Linked DNA regions of Mus musculus: region 1 is linked to region 2. A link is a contact called in public promoter capture Hi-C data. All regions are on one chromosome and are shown on one strand. The core of a region is the stretch at or near the end of the contact, and the rest is flanking DNA. Distances in the headings are between cores, read along the strand shown.

Region 1 (6,629 bases), core at 592-3,091, 250 kb after region 2:
GAACTGGGTCTGCACCTCACCTGAACATTACAGTAGGGTTGGCCCTGGTTGAGGGGTTTTTGGGTCAGCCAGTCCCTAGGGTGAGAGCAAGAGAGAGCTGGCCCCTGCCAACCTCTGCCAGAGGTGGTGTGAGTGCCTGGGTGATGCCCCCCCCCCCAGGAAGTCTGGAGAACTGGCCTTGAGGTCATGAGAGTGGGTGAGCTAGCCCTGTCCCTTGTCCACTAGAGCACCTGGGCAGGTGGGCACTGTACTTCATCTGGGCAGCACAGCCCTGGTGGAGGGGACCCAGGTGAGCTGTCTTGAGAGGACAGAGTGTGGGAGAGCTGGCCTCTTTGACCTTTCTGGGGTGAGATGGTACAGGTACTGGTGTGATGCCCTCTCCCTTCTGCCTTGCCACCTGCAGTAGTCAGGAGAGCTGATCCTAGAGTCATGAGTTGGGGAGAGCTAGCCCTGCCCCACTGGCTGTAGCACTTGGGAGAGCTGGCCCTGCACGTTGCCTGGGCAACACAGTAGAGTCGGCCCTGAAAGCAAAGATACAGGTGAGCCAGACCCCAGCAAATTAAACAATATGCTATTTAGAGATTGCAAATATTTACTTTTTAATGTACTGCTGCATTCTATTTTTCTAGTAATTTATTAGGTTTTTCTTTTTGTTTTGCTAATGACAGGTACAGTTTTCCTGTACTATCTTTATATGATTTTGATACCGATCTAATCCCTCTGAAGACAATTTATCAGCTGTAAGGAAAGTCTTAAAAGTCTGGAAGATTCACTTTTGAGACATTTATCTTATATTTTTGGTTGTGAGCCTAGCCTTTAATGGCTGAGCCATCTCGCCAGCCCAAGACGTTTATCTTAAATAAATAAGAGATTCTAATTCCGTTTGGGTTCAGGGGACCCAGGATAAGCACAGCCTTTTTACCTCCCTAACTGCTTCAATACCGTGAATCTCTTTCTCAGTTTGTAAAGCCGGGGGAGGAGAACCTACCTCATGTAGCTGTATGACAGTAAGAACTTACAGCACTCAATACCTAGTAAGTGTCGGGTCAATGGAAGGACTTATTACATTGCATGTACTCGCCGGCCTCCAAATTGCAGGACAGCATTCTTGGTGTCCTATTAGCTTCTACTTTGTTTGTTTGTTATTTCGAGACAGGGTTTCTCTGAATAGCCCTGGCTGTCCTGGAACTAACTTCGTAGACCAGTCTGGCCTCAAACTTAGAAATCCACCTGCCTCTGCCTCCCAAGTGCTGGGATCAAAGGCGTGCGCCACCACAGCCCGGCTAGCTTCTACTTTGAATCTCTTTCATTAGTGACATTCCTTAGGGCTTTCGAGGCCGAGGATATAAAAAAGCAAACAACAACGTAAGAGCTAGGAATAGGAATGGTGGTACCACTTGCCTAGCACCTGTGAGATCCTACGTTCAATTCCTTGCACCGAGCGGGGAAAAGAAAGATAAAGTCGGTGGGGAATGGAACCCATTGGAAAAGGTGAACATGTTCAACCCGCGTTGCAGCAGCACTTTTCTGGGCGTCTCGAGCCCTGGACTCGCACTCATGGAGGCGTCTGCCAAGCATCAGGCAGCGATGGAGCCAGGAAGGAGGAAAGCCACTTCTGCTGGTCGCAGGGCGGGAGAGCCGCTCGCTGTTCCCATAGCAACCAGACTGGCCAGCGTCCTCCGGGCCTCCCGGCTCGGCGCGCAGACTCCCAAGGGGACCCTTCCAGCCGTCACTTCCCGGCGGTGCGCCCAGCTCCGCCCTAACACGTTTCTGATTGGCCTCAGCAGAGGGAGGGGCGGGCTTACAACTCCACGAACTCAATTATGTTTCACCGAGCGGAAGTTGACCTCTCTCGGCCCGGAAGTGAAACAGTGCTTTGGCAATTGAGGCTTCTGTAAGTGAGTCCCGGGACGGTGTTGGAAATGCCGGGTGCCGCGGCGAAGGGCTCGGAGTTGTCCGAGAGGATCGAAGGCTTCGTGGAGACTCTGAAGCGAGGTGGCGGGCAGCGCAGCTCGGAGGACATGGCTCGGGAGACCCTGGGGCTGCTGCGCCGGCTTATCACGGACCACCACTGGAACAACGCGGGTGCGGCAACTCATCCTCGTTCTTGTTCTATTCCTGAAGCTGATATTCACTTTCACCGCGCGCCTGCCCCGTTCACTCGGTCTCTCTTGGGTTTCAGGGGACCTTATGGATTTGATCCGCAGAGAGGGCAGGAGGATGACGGCTGCGCAGCCCTCCGAGACCACCGTGGGAAATATGGTGCGGAGAGTCCTCAAGATCATCCGGGAGGAGTATGGCAGGTCAAACTCACAGCTTGGGTGGGCTCCTGGTGGGACCAAGGGGTGCTGGCTTTTGGTTGTTAAACCGTGCCACCTATCAGCTTGAAGCCTCTGTTGTGGCTGAGCTGCTCCCGTTGCCCCAGTGATCACTCTTTGGGTCTTGTTGCCTCCATAGACTGCACGGGCGCAGTGACGAGAGCGATCAGCAGGAGTCCCTGCACAAACTCTTGACATCCGGAGGCCTGAGCGAGGATTTCAGCTTCCATTTTGCCCCACTTAAGGCCAACATCATTGAGGCGATTAATGAGCTGCTGGTGGAACTGGGTAAGAGATCTGATCACTAAGTGGACAAGTTAGGTCGCAGGCAAGTGAAACAGTCCCCTAGAAATTGTGCATTGACAGGGATAGGCGAGATCACCAGTCTTCTGGTTTGAACACCCATTTGGTAGGAGTGGATGGAAAACACCAAGCTTATAGTAACTGCATCTTTCAAGACAGACCTGCTCTTTAACAGTATATTAAGCGAGAGATTTCTTTTAGGGGAAGTTATTTTATTTTATTTTATTTTATAGCAAATGAACTTGCTGGGGATGTAGCTCAGTGGAAGAGTGCCTTACTTGAGGCTCTGGGTTTCATTCCCAGTGCTGCAAAAAACAGAAAACGAGTTCCCCAAAGCCGCATTTGGAAGTTTCTTTTTCACTAAACTTCATCTTGACTTCAAAAAATGTTTACTATTAGTGGTGTGTGTATGTGTGTGTGTGTGTGTGGGTCACAGGGCAACTTTGTAGAATTTGCGCATCCCCCTTTATGTGGGTTCCAGGGATGGAGGGCAGGTTTCCAGGTTTGCCCATCAAGCACATTTACCCACTAAGCCATCATGCCCACCCCTTTGAGGTATTTATATACATACCGCCTCCATCCTCACTTGCAGATTTTTGTTACAGTCTGTTCTTCAGAGATTTAACACTGGGTACTGGGGATGGAGAGATGGACGGCTCAGCGATTAAGCTGCTCTTGTAAAGTCCCCAGGTTTAGTTCCCAGCATCTACACTGTGGCTCATAGCCACCTGTAAGTCCTGTTCCAGAGGACCCGATGTCCTCCTCTTACCTCCACAGGGACCAGGCACACATGAGGCAAACAGATATACATGCAGGCAAGACATTCATGCACTGAAAATAAGTTAGACAATTTACAAACAAACTAGGTGCCACCTGTACTCCAGACAGCCACTCTCAAGCTGCTGTGGGGTTTCTGTATTTCTTTGGTATGCCCACTGCCCATGGAGGTGTTGTGGCCACCTTTTGGATGAATAGTTCTATCAGGGGAAGATCTGTTTTTGGTTAGCACTTCAGGATTTCCCAGATTGGCTGAGGAGTGCAGGCCCAGGACCCCAGAGTGATGCTTTTAAGAGCTTGGACTGTTGCACTCTGAGCCTGCTAAGCCTGTGATGCCAGGCTGGCAGTGTCTAAGGGCAGCTTCCCCTGTGAGCCTTTGCCCTGCCTGTCTGGGGTTAGCATGCCATTTTCACGTCCCCTTGCAAACCTGTTCTTGCAGAAGGCACAATGGAGAACATTGCCGCCCAGGCTCTGGAGCACATCCACTCCAACGAGGTGATCATGACCATTGGCTACTCTAGGACAGTTGAGGCCTTCCTTAAAGAGGCGGCCCGGAAGAGGAAGTTCCACGTTATTGTTGCAGAGTGCGCTCCTTTCTGCCAGGTAAGAGGGGCGCTTGGAGTTGCTGAGAAGGGGTGAAGGGGGAATAAAGGAGGGATGAGCCTGAGCCGACTGTGAATCAATTAGCTCAGCCTGGAGTCATTAAGAAAGTAAGTCCTACCGGATGTGGCAGCCCACACTTCTAATCACAGCCCTGGGGAGGCAGAGGCAGAGGCAGAGGCAGAGGCAGAGGCAGAGGCAGAGGCAGATGGGTCTCTGTGAGTTCTAAGCCAGCCTGGTCTACATAATGAGTTCTAGGAACAGCCAGGGCTATAGAAAGACCCTGTATCAAGAAAGAGAGAGAGAGAGAGAGGGAGAGGGAGGGAGAGGGAGAGAGAGAAAAAGAAGGAAGGAAGGAGAGAGGGAAGGAAGGAAGGAAAGAAAGAAAGAAAGAAAGAAAGAAAGAAAGAAAGAAAGAAAGAGAGAAAGAGAAAGAAAGAAAGAAAAGAGGAGGAAAGCAAGAAAGGAAGAAGTCAGGCCCGCGGTCAGCACAGGCCTTTAGTCTCGCACTGGGGAGGCAGAGGCAGGTAGATCTCTGTGAGTGTGACAACTTGGTTTGGTCTACATAATGAATTCTAGGCAAGCAAGGGCTCAGTTGTGAGAACCTGCCTCTAAACAAACAGAAGACACACACACAAACCAAAACACCCCCAAACAGAATATTGGTAAGGATTTTCAAGTTGCTGTAGATACATTTAAATAGTAGTTTAAGAAAGCTGTGTAAATTACAGGTCCTAGGAAATGAAGTCTTGGTTCTTTCCAGGGTCAGTAGGGCGTAGTATCTTGGGGATGACTGGTATTTGATTTGACCTCCCTCAGTCCTTAAGTAAATAACAGGTCTCAAGAAACATAAAGAACGTTGTAAAATGACGAGGCGGAAGCTGTCTTGCCAGCTGTGCTTGCGTTGTGTAAGCAGTTGTATTTCCAGTCTTGTAGCTTCCCTGAAGTCACATTTATTAGCATCCCTATGGCTTGCCAGACTGTGGACCACAGAGAGATGGGTTATCCTGGAAACCAGATATCAGAGTCTTAGATCCAGTCCATTTGTCAGCTCTTGTCACTGTGTAATTCTGTCCTTAGCACCAGCCTTTCCCCTCCTGTTTCAGGGACATGAAATGGCCGTCAATTTGTCCAAAGAAGGTATCGAGACAACTGTCATGACTGATGCCGCCATTTTTGCTGTTATGTCGAGAGTCAACAAGGTGGGTGGCGCTGGAGTTACTGGTTCTGAAATACTCGTTTCTTTTTCTTGTCTTGTGAGGTCCATGGTGATAGAAGAAGGTTTCTAGCACCATTTGAAAGCGAGCACTTAGGCCCTATAATCTGCTAGCTGGCCGTATCCCCCTCACCCACATCACCCATCCTCTCCAGGAATAGCCTGTAAATGTGGTTAAAGCATCGAAAAGAGTGAAGTGGAACGGATTTAAGAGTGCTAGCTAGCTGTTGGGGATTTGCCGTGGTTCCCACGTATGCTCAAGGAGCGGGGCAAGGGTGCATGGGAAGTGATCAGGCTTAGGTTTCCAGGAAGTGCTGTGCATGATTTCCGGGAAAGACTGGGAAAAAAACCCAGGTGTTGCAGCTTCCCATGCCACAACTAGAACTTTCCAGTCCTGAGCACTGGAGGCTCTCTTGCCCTCTGCTGCCTGTGAGCCCTGCAGATGCTAAGATACAGGCCTGGACATCCAGCCAAGGGCCCGGTTAGGTCTCCACCCCAAGGAGCTCATGACTTTTCTCCTCCCAAAGGTGATCATTGGCACGAAGACTATCCTGGCCAACGGTTCCCTGAGGGCAGTGGCAGGAACACACACCCTGGCCCTGGCAGCGAAACACCACTCCACGCCTCTCATCGTCTGCGCCCCCATGTTTAAGCTGTCCCCTCAGGTGCGGTAGCGGCTCAAGCTGGTAACCTGCAGAGGAGGGAGCGGATGTGTAGCCTTCAGCTCCGCCCTCCAGCTTTCTCCAGCTTCTCCTTCTGATCTGTTGCTTGCTCAGTGGAGTTGATCCACCACAGGCTAAAAGGAGCCATGGATGTTTTGAGCCAGGAACAGAATCAGTAGTTCTAATCCTTCACAGATCATGTCAGAGTAACACGGGACAGAAAGGCCCTGTGTGTTCAGTTGCCAGTATTCTCCATTGCCCCAACACTTCTGGAAATGCCAAAAAGGGTGAAACTAGGATCACAGAATCCCTTTTTTTTGGGGGGGGGGGGGGGAGCCAGTGCGATGAGGGGCATTATTCTAGGGCTTGTCTTCTAGGGCTTGAATATCAGCAGTTGTTAAATGAATAGTCATTTGACAGTGACAGAAACTTTGTGGGAAAAACCTATGTCTGCATAGTCACACTACAGTTTAATTACCCATTTATTTAGGCTTTTTGTTTATTTGTTTGTTTGTTTGGTACAGGGTTTATCTGTGTAGTCCTGGCTGTCCTGGAACTCTCTTTGTAGACCAGGCTGATCTCGAACTTACAGAGATCCATCTGCTTCTGCCTCCTGCGTGCTGGGGTTAAAGATATGTGCCACTACCACCTGGCTATTTAGATGTTTTAAAGTATATTTTATTTTGTATGCACTATGTGCATGCCCTAGTGCCCACGGAGGTCAGAAGAGGGCCTTGCGTTCTATGTGTTATA
Region 2 (7,107 bases), core at 2,630-5,129:
TTCAACAGAGGCTGAGTTTGCTTTTGTTTTTGTTTTAACAATAACTAGCATGTTGTCTGGGACAGAATAGCCTCTCAATAAATGCTGTGTGAATATGTGATGTACCTCTAAAGTGTCATGTAACCAATCCAACATCAAGACAGGAGAACACGCTGTATCTTATATTACCACATTTTAAGCATCTTTTGTTTTTAGTTTATGTATATGGGTTCTCTCTCTCTCTCTCTCTCTCTCTCTCTCTCTCTGTATGTGTGTGTGTGTATGTATGTGGTTTTTTTGTGAAGGCTAGAAGAAGGTGACAAACCCCCTGGAGTCAGGCTTATGGGCAGTTGTGAGCTGTCAGATGTGGGTGCTGAGAGCCAAATCTGGATCACTGAAACAGCAGCCAGTGTTCTTAGCCACCACGCCATCTCTCTGGCCGTTACTCCATTTAAAATCACCAGGTTAGATTAAAAAGTAATTAACCAAATAAATGTTTGTTGGGGGAACAACATATGGCCCATGAGATAAATGTAAACATGTAGTTTGAGACTAGAAATAATATCTCTACATTAACTTGAAATATAAGATGTTCCCTAGGGGCTCTCCCACTAGTCGTAATTCTATTCAAATGTATTTAGACCAATTAATAAGGAGAACAAAGTCCAAGGCCAATTAAGTATTCAAACTGTGGACTCAGGGGTCTCAGAGACTCTTTCTCTTCAGGACTACAGAAAACACACAATGAACCACTAAGAAGGACTAAAGTAATTCTTTCCCTCACGAGTGTGCAGTCAAAAGTAATTACTTCCCACTTCCATTCAACACAGTCAAAACCATGCTACCTTCCATCCCTATCAAAGGATGGCATATAATAGCTGAGGCTTTAATCGTAGGCTTTAAGATCCCCAGATTATGACAAAATTACAATGCAGCAAAGCACTCTGCTAGCTATGTTCTCAACCCCACAGTTCTCATACTCTGCTAGCTATGTTCTCAACCCCCACAGTGTTCCTCCACTGATTCAGCTCCTTATCAAGTATTAACAATCAAGGATCAGAAAGTTCTCAGAACAGAAGCTGCAAATCGATTTAAAATAAAAGAAAAAAAAAAAAAAACAGATTTCAAGCTTGAGAGGAAAGGGCTTTTCTTTCAGTCCCTGAATTTAAAAGCAAGTTACAAATTACCTAGCTCGGCAATTTTCTCTTTGAGTGCTCTCAATCAAGTGCACAAGGATGCAGTCTGTCTGTCTCTGTCTCTCTTTTTCTCTCTCTGTCTCTGTTTCTTTCTCTCTCTCTTTTCTAATCAGTCTCCAGATGGTTTTTCTTTTTTTAATAATTGACCATGTTTATTAAAAAGGCTAAATACCGGTGGGCAGTGGTGGCACACGCCTTTAATCCCAGCACTTGGGAGGCAGAGGCAGGCGGATTTCTGAGTTCGAGGCCAGCCTGGTCTACAGAGTGAGTTCCAGGACAGCCAGGGCTACACAGAGAAACCCTGTCTCTAATCTCCCACCCCCAAAAAACGGCTAAATGCCTAATCACTAACATGTTTCTTTTTTTCCCCACATTTTTTATTAGATATTTTCTTCATTTACATTTCAAATGCTATCCCAAAGTTGCCTATTCCCTCCCCCCGCCCTGCTCCCCTACCCACTCAAGCCCACTTCTTGGCCCTGGCATTCCCTGTACTGGGGCATATAAAGTTTGCTAGACCAAGGGGCCTCTCTTCCCAATGACGGCTGACTAGGCCATCTTCTGCTACATATGCAGCTAGAGACACGAGCTCTGGGGGTACTGGTTAGTTCATATTGTTGTTCCACTTATAGGGTTGCAGACCCCTTCAGCTCTTGGGTACTTTCTCTAGCTCCTATATTGGGGGCCCTGTGTTCCATCCTATAGATGACGGTGAGCATCCACTTCTGTATATGTTTCATTTTTTAAAAATATGGGTGCTGTTAATTCTACCCATGAATGGTAGCCTGGCAGACACAACCTGTTGTGAAAAGATAAGGAACTCCCGGTGGGGGTAAAGCAGAAGTAAAGTCTCTGAAGACATGTCAATAATAAAATGATTTCAACACCAAAAATTCACAACCCACAGATGTGTGAACAACAGAGAGACCTGCACACATATGAGTCTCTCAAAGAGAACAACAGGAAGGACAGCAGTTTCACATTCAAACCGACACAAAATGACCCGTTATAGAGACCTGAAAGTTTAGTAAGAGTTCTGAGGTTCGCCAACACGGTCAAGTTTCAAAATAGTAAAAAAACACATGAACACTCAAGTGGTGTAACCTTTCGGGCTGGAAAAACTTGACAGGAAATGACTGAAAAGACTTTAATGGCAAGCATCTCTAGGGACGATGCTTATGACTATGAAAACACAGGTCGGTCCTAGTGGTGTCTGGGTAATATAGGTGCTGTGATGATGAGCTTAGCTTTATACACAAAGAAACAGAGGCACCAACTGATGGCCCAAAGCAATGCAAATAAAGCAACTCAAGAGAGGGAGTGAACTGCAGCCAGTCAAACGCCCGAGTCCCATAACCAATGCACTGCCTCGCACTGTTACACCTCGAACACCTCTGAACCCAGTAACACTAGGTCAGTGTCATGCAGTAAGAAAATCACAAGCGAACCAAACTGACCTCTGAGCGTCTAGGGCACAGCTTCAACATCGGTAAAACAAAGGTATCAAAAGAGTCAACTAAGATGAAGTTCACATAGCCTACAAGTCTCATAAACTGCACATCCACTTCCAGGAAAGCTGTCCCTGGCCTTCCACAGACTCTCAAGGGGTAAAAGAAACCTCTCTCCGGATGGCTAAGAACAACTAGAATACATCCTAAAAGCAAAGACAAACAAGCAAACGGAAAACAAAACCAAACACTGCCCAGTTTCGCTTTCTCATTCCCACATATTCTCCCTCTCCCATTAAGGACTGCACACCAGGCTTCACAACGAAGAGCACTGTTCCCCATCACATTCCAGGCTTGCTAAGTAGTTGCACATATAAGCTTCTGCACCTGTTTTTCTTGTGATCGTCTAAAAAAGGCCACTGCGACTGGGATAATTGGCTCAATGAGTAAAATACCTGCTGACCAAGCAAGAAGCCCTGAGTTTGGTTTGCCCAGGATCTGGTTAGAAAACAAGCCGGGGAGTAGTGGGCTTGTCCACTCCAGCACCGGAGGGCAGGGATGGGAGTATCTCTGGGGCTTTTTGGTCAGTCAATCTAGCAAAAACCGGAGGTGGAGGTGTTTCCAGGTTGGGTAAGACAGACTGTTTTCTAAAAAGTGGAAGATAAAGACAAGCAGCTTCCTCTGGCTTCTGCTCTGAATTTCTGCTCTGATGCACCTGCACGCTCGTGCTCGTACACACACACGGGAAGAGAGAGAGAGAGAGAGAGAGAGATGCAGACAGACAGAGACGGAGGGAGAACATTGGGGGGGGATGTCCTCCATCGCTATTACATTCCTCTCTTTCCGAAGAATCTTACGCCCAGCCTCACAAGTTCCAAGCCGGCGAGGAAAACCAATCAATAACCAGAGCCTCAAGGCTGAACTACAGAGCCAAGGCTGAAATGATGTGCCAGAGGAAAACCAGAATGTACTGTCAAACTATGGGACGCCCAGGATTCCCGACCCCTCTGCCCTCGTCCCCTCTTCTCTCGCTCGCCTTCAGCAATTCTGGTGCCTACGGTCGGCTGGGCTCTGCCTCCGGCTGCGGCGTGAAGAAAAACGTTACCCGAACGGGGGCTGCAACGTGGCCAAGTCCTAGTTCTGGGGTCCGAGGAAGCAGCGGCCTCATCCAGCACAAATCCTACCCTCCACCCGCCCCCCAAAAAAATCTCCAGTGTCGATCTCCGCCAGCGTTAGGAGCCGGCTCGGAGCTTTTACGTTTCCCAAAGTAGCTTCCGCCTCCGGGTTGGCCTTTGCCGGAAAGAGCGTGAGGATGACGTAAAGTGTCGCGCTGCGAGCGATTCCGGAAGAAACAGGAGTGCGGCGTGAACATGGTGAGCGGAGTGGGAGAACTTTGTCAGAGAGTTTTGGGGAGCAAACGGGAGCTCAGCCTTTGGCCAGATATAGACTCGGTGCTTCCTTGTTTGTTTGTTTGTTTGTTTGTTTGTTTAATTCCATTCTGGCCTTAGTTCGAAGGGAGTAGGGAGGGGGACTGAGTGCTGTTTGGGGAGGGGCAAGAAAAATAGAAGAGAACTTTAAAAGATGTTTTCAGCTCTTTTTAACTCGAAAACTTCTGTTTCAAGGGGAAGCAAAAGAAAACAAGGAAATATGCGACTATGAAGCGAATGCTCAGTCTGAGAGACGAGCGACTGTGAGTGGTCAGAACCAACTGGTTTCTTAAACTGATCAGAACTACAGAAGTCACGATGGGCTAAGTAGAAACATCTGATGTACTGGTTTCTTAAACTGCAGAAGTCACGATGGGCTAAGTAGAAACATTTGATGTTTTTTTGTTTTGCTTATAATGTCTTAGGTCTGTGTTGCATGGAATTATAGTCACACATTCGGTGGGGCAGGGCATGGTATCGTTGTGGGAAAGCCGGTGAGGAGGTCATACCATGGCTGTCTTCAGGTCCTGCCACCCAAGTTTAAAAAGGACGATGGGAAAAGTCCAAGATAGTCCCATTTTATAAGTTGTAAGAATTCAGAACCTTGCCGGGCGGTGGTGGCACACGCCTTTAATCCCAGCACTCGGGAGGCAGAGGCAGGCGGATTTTTGAGTTCGAAGCCTGGTCTACAGAGTGAGTTCCAGGACAGCCAGGACTATACAGAGAAACCCTGTTTCGAAAAAAAAACAAACAAACAAACAAAAAAAGAATTCAGAACCTTCGAACATGCTAGTATGATATTCCCATTATAAAGAACACTCAAGGGGCTGGTGAGATGGCTCAGTGGGTAAGAGCACCTGACTGCTCTTCCGAAGGTCCAGAGTTCAAATCCCAGCAACCACATGGTGGCTCACAACCATCCGTAACGAGATCTGACTCCCTCTTCTGGTGTGTCTGAAGACAGCTACAGTGTACTTACATATAATAAATAAATAAATCTTTTAAAAAAAAAAAATAAAAATAAATAAAGAACACTCAACCAGTTTCTCTGTATCGGTAAGGACTGGGTAAACAGTTAATTTAATGAAGACTGGGCTTCTTCGTGTTTAAGATTTTCGGAACAAGAGAGTGGTCATTAGAACCTTCAGAATTATTATTCTCAGCTTCTGATGTGGGTTTTTATTTTATCTAACAATGTCCCACTGATCACTTCCTTGTGTTGAGTCTTTATTTTATACGTGTGTTATGTTTCAGGCCTTTATAAATAACGTGGAGAAACTTTCCTCCTAAACTTGTGGTTTGAGTCCTTTTTGGTTTGATTTGGTTTGGTTTGTTGTTGTTGTTGTTGTTGTTGTTGTTGTTGTTGTTTGAGACAGGGTCTCACTAAGTAGCCTTGGCTACCCTGAAACTTGCTATGTAAACCAGACCTCGAATTTTTAGGGCTCTGTCTGCCTCTCTCTCCCTGGAGCTAGGAGGGCCACCATGCCTACCTTGGGATATTCAGAAGTCTTCAGCAGGTTAATAACAACCTCTTCACGGCCTCTTACACGTGGTTTGTTTTTGTTTTTTTTTAGCATATATTATACATAACAATAGATATCATTATGTTATTTTTCAAGTGGGTATATAATGTACTTTGAGTAAAATCAACCCCCATTTATACCAAGAAAAAAGTTAATAATTAGAATTTATTCATTAACAACATCTTGAGTTTATTAGCCTTACTGATTAATTTTTATATTTTCTGGCTACTTCCTGCTCTATTTACTTGTTCTCATAGTATATGTTGATGCTAACATCACAAAGTCCACAACTGGATTTCTTTGGTAGCAGAAAGAGAATGGAACTTGAGGTGATAGAGATTGAGCCCAGGGCTTCACGCGTGCTAGGCCAGCCCCAACAAACTGAAACTTCCAAATGAAATTTCAACTGCATCATGTTTCCCTTCTCTGGATTTGCTTTTTTTGCAGTAAAGAAAAGGATAGGTTGAAGCCTAAGAAGAAAGAGAAGAAAGATCCGAGCGCGCTGAAGGAAAGAGAAGTGTGAGTACTAAAAGCGTCAGCTTGCCTTTCCACTCAGACACTAGAAAGCAGTGGCCCTGTAAGATTCCAGGCTTCCCTGACTTCATTGCTTGTCGAGTGAAAGTGCTATCGGGGGGCACATTCTCATCTCCATGCTTTGAGGTTTTGAATCCCATTGAGCAATAAATTTTCCCTGAAGGCACTAGGACTAAACTTTTTTTCTCTTCAAAAAATCTTTTAAAACAAATAATTTCTGTTGTTTGCCACATTAAAATGTCATAAAAGAGAGACTATATTGCCACAAATCGGTGAGGTTATATATTCTGGATGAAGGTCATTCCTTTAAAATAAGTACCTTTAACGTCATGAAAAATCTGAGCACATTTTGCATAATTTTATCTTCCTGCTCTGGATTCGCAGAGGCTGTATTGTCACCGCAGTTCCTGGCTCAGGAACATCATGAGGTTTTAGATGAGTAGTGGGCTCTGCTATGGTCCTAATGCTAGACAGTCTGTTTACATTCCATCCATTTTAGGGTTCTGAGAATGGCAACGTGCTATAGCATTGATTTTAATCCTGATAACTAGATTCTTTCTGTGCCCGAAGACTAGTCTCCAGATCGAGGAAGAGCTACGTTTGGAATAGTTGTGTTTTTAAAGTTATATCAGAGCTTTCTAGTGAGCCTGAAAATAGCATGCTGTCAACTTTCCTTTTTAAAGTTTCTTTAATTATGTGTATGTGTGGCCACGATGTGTCTCTGTGGGCATGTGCACTTGAGTTTGGGTTTCTGGAGGCTGAGGGTGGAGCACCCCTGGGGCTGGAGTTACAGGCAGTAATGAACACTCAAGGTCGGTGGAGGAACTAAGAGCAGTAGTGCGTGCTTGTAACTGCTGAGCCATTTACTCAGCCCCTTTCCTGCCTACAGTGAAAAAGGGGAAAAAGATGTTTATCTATAGTGAACTTTCTCAGATACTTCAGTTTTCATTTTGTTAACATCAAAATTATCAATGTAGACTTCAGCCTTTGGTCTTATTTT

Evidence for each region. Promoter capture Hi-C pulls out the DNA fragments that hold promoters and counts their contacts.
Region 1: a contact with region 2 is called in a promoter capture Hi-C map of liver, with 2.4 times the contacts expected there. The contact joins the promoter of Eif2b2 here to the promoter of Arel1 in region 2. A contact is called at or near these places in 5 of 39 promoter capture datasets (fetal liver, liver, neural stem cells and 1 more), 1 of 484 Hi-C or Micro-C datasets (CD8 T cells), 1 of 115 datasets of contacts at active chromatin or transcription factors (memory CD8 T cells) and 1 of 9 other capture datasets (liver).

Annotation. Positions count from the first base shown.
Region 1 is chr12:85,217,640-85,224,268 of GRCm38.p6, forward strand. Eif2b2 (eukaryotic translation initiation factor 2B, subunit 2 beta) reads left to right here and starts at 1,842. Exons shown (of 8, transcript NM_145445.4): 1 at 1,842-2,085; 2 at 2,183-2,303; 3 at 2,458-2,606; 4 at 3,838-4,001; 5 at 5,105-5,200; 6 at 5,742-5,879. The coding sequence starts at 1,923.
Region 2 is chr12:84,966,970-84,974,076 of GRCm38.p6, forward strand. Arel1 (apoptosis resistant E3 ubiquitin protein ligase 1) reads right to left here and starts at 3,880. Exons shown (of 20, transcript NM_178065.5): 1 at 3,660-3,880. Fcf1 (FCF1 rRNA processing protein) reads left to right here and starts at 3,961. Exons shown (of 8, transcript NM_028632.2): 1 at 3,961-3,996; 2 at 4,246-4,313; 3 at 6,021-6,092. The coding sequence starts at 3,994.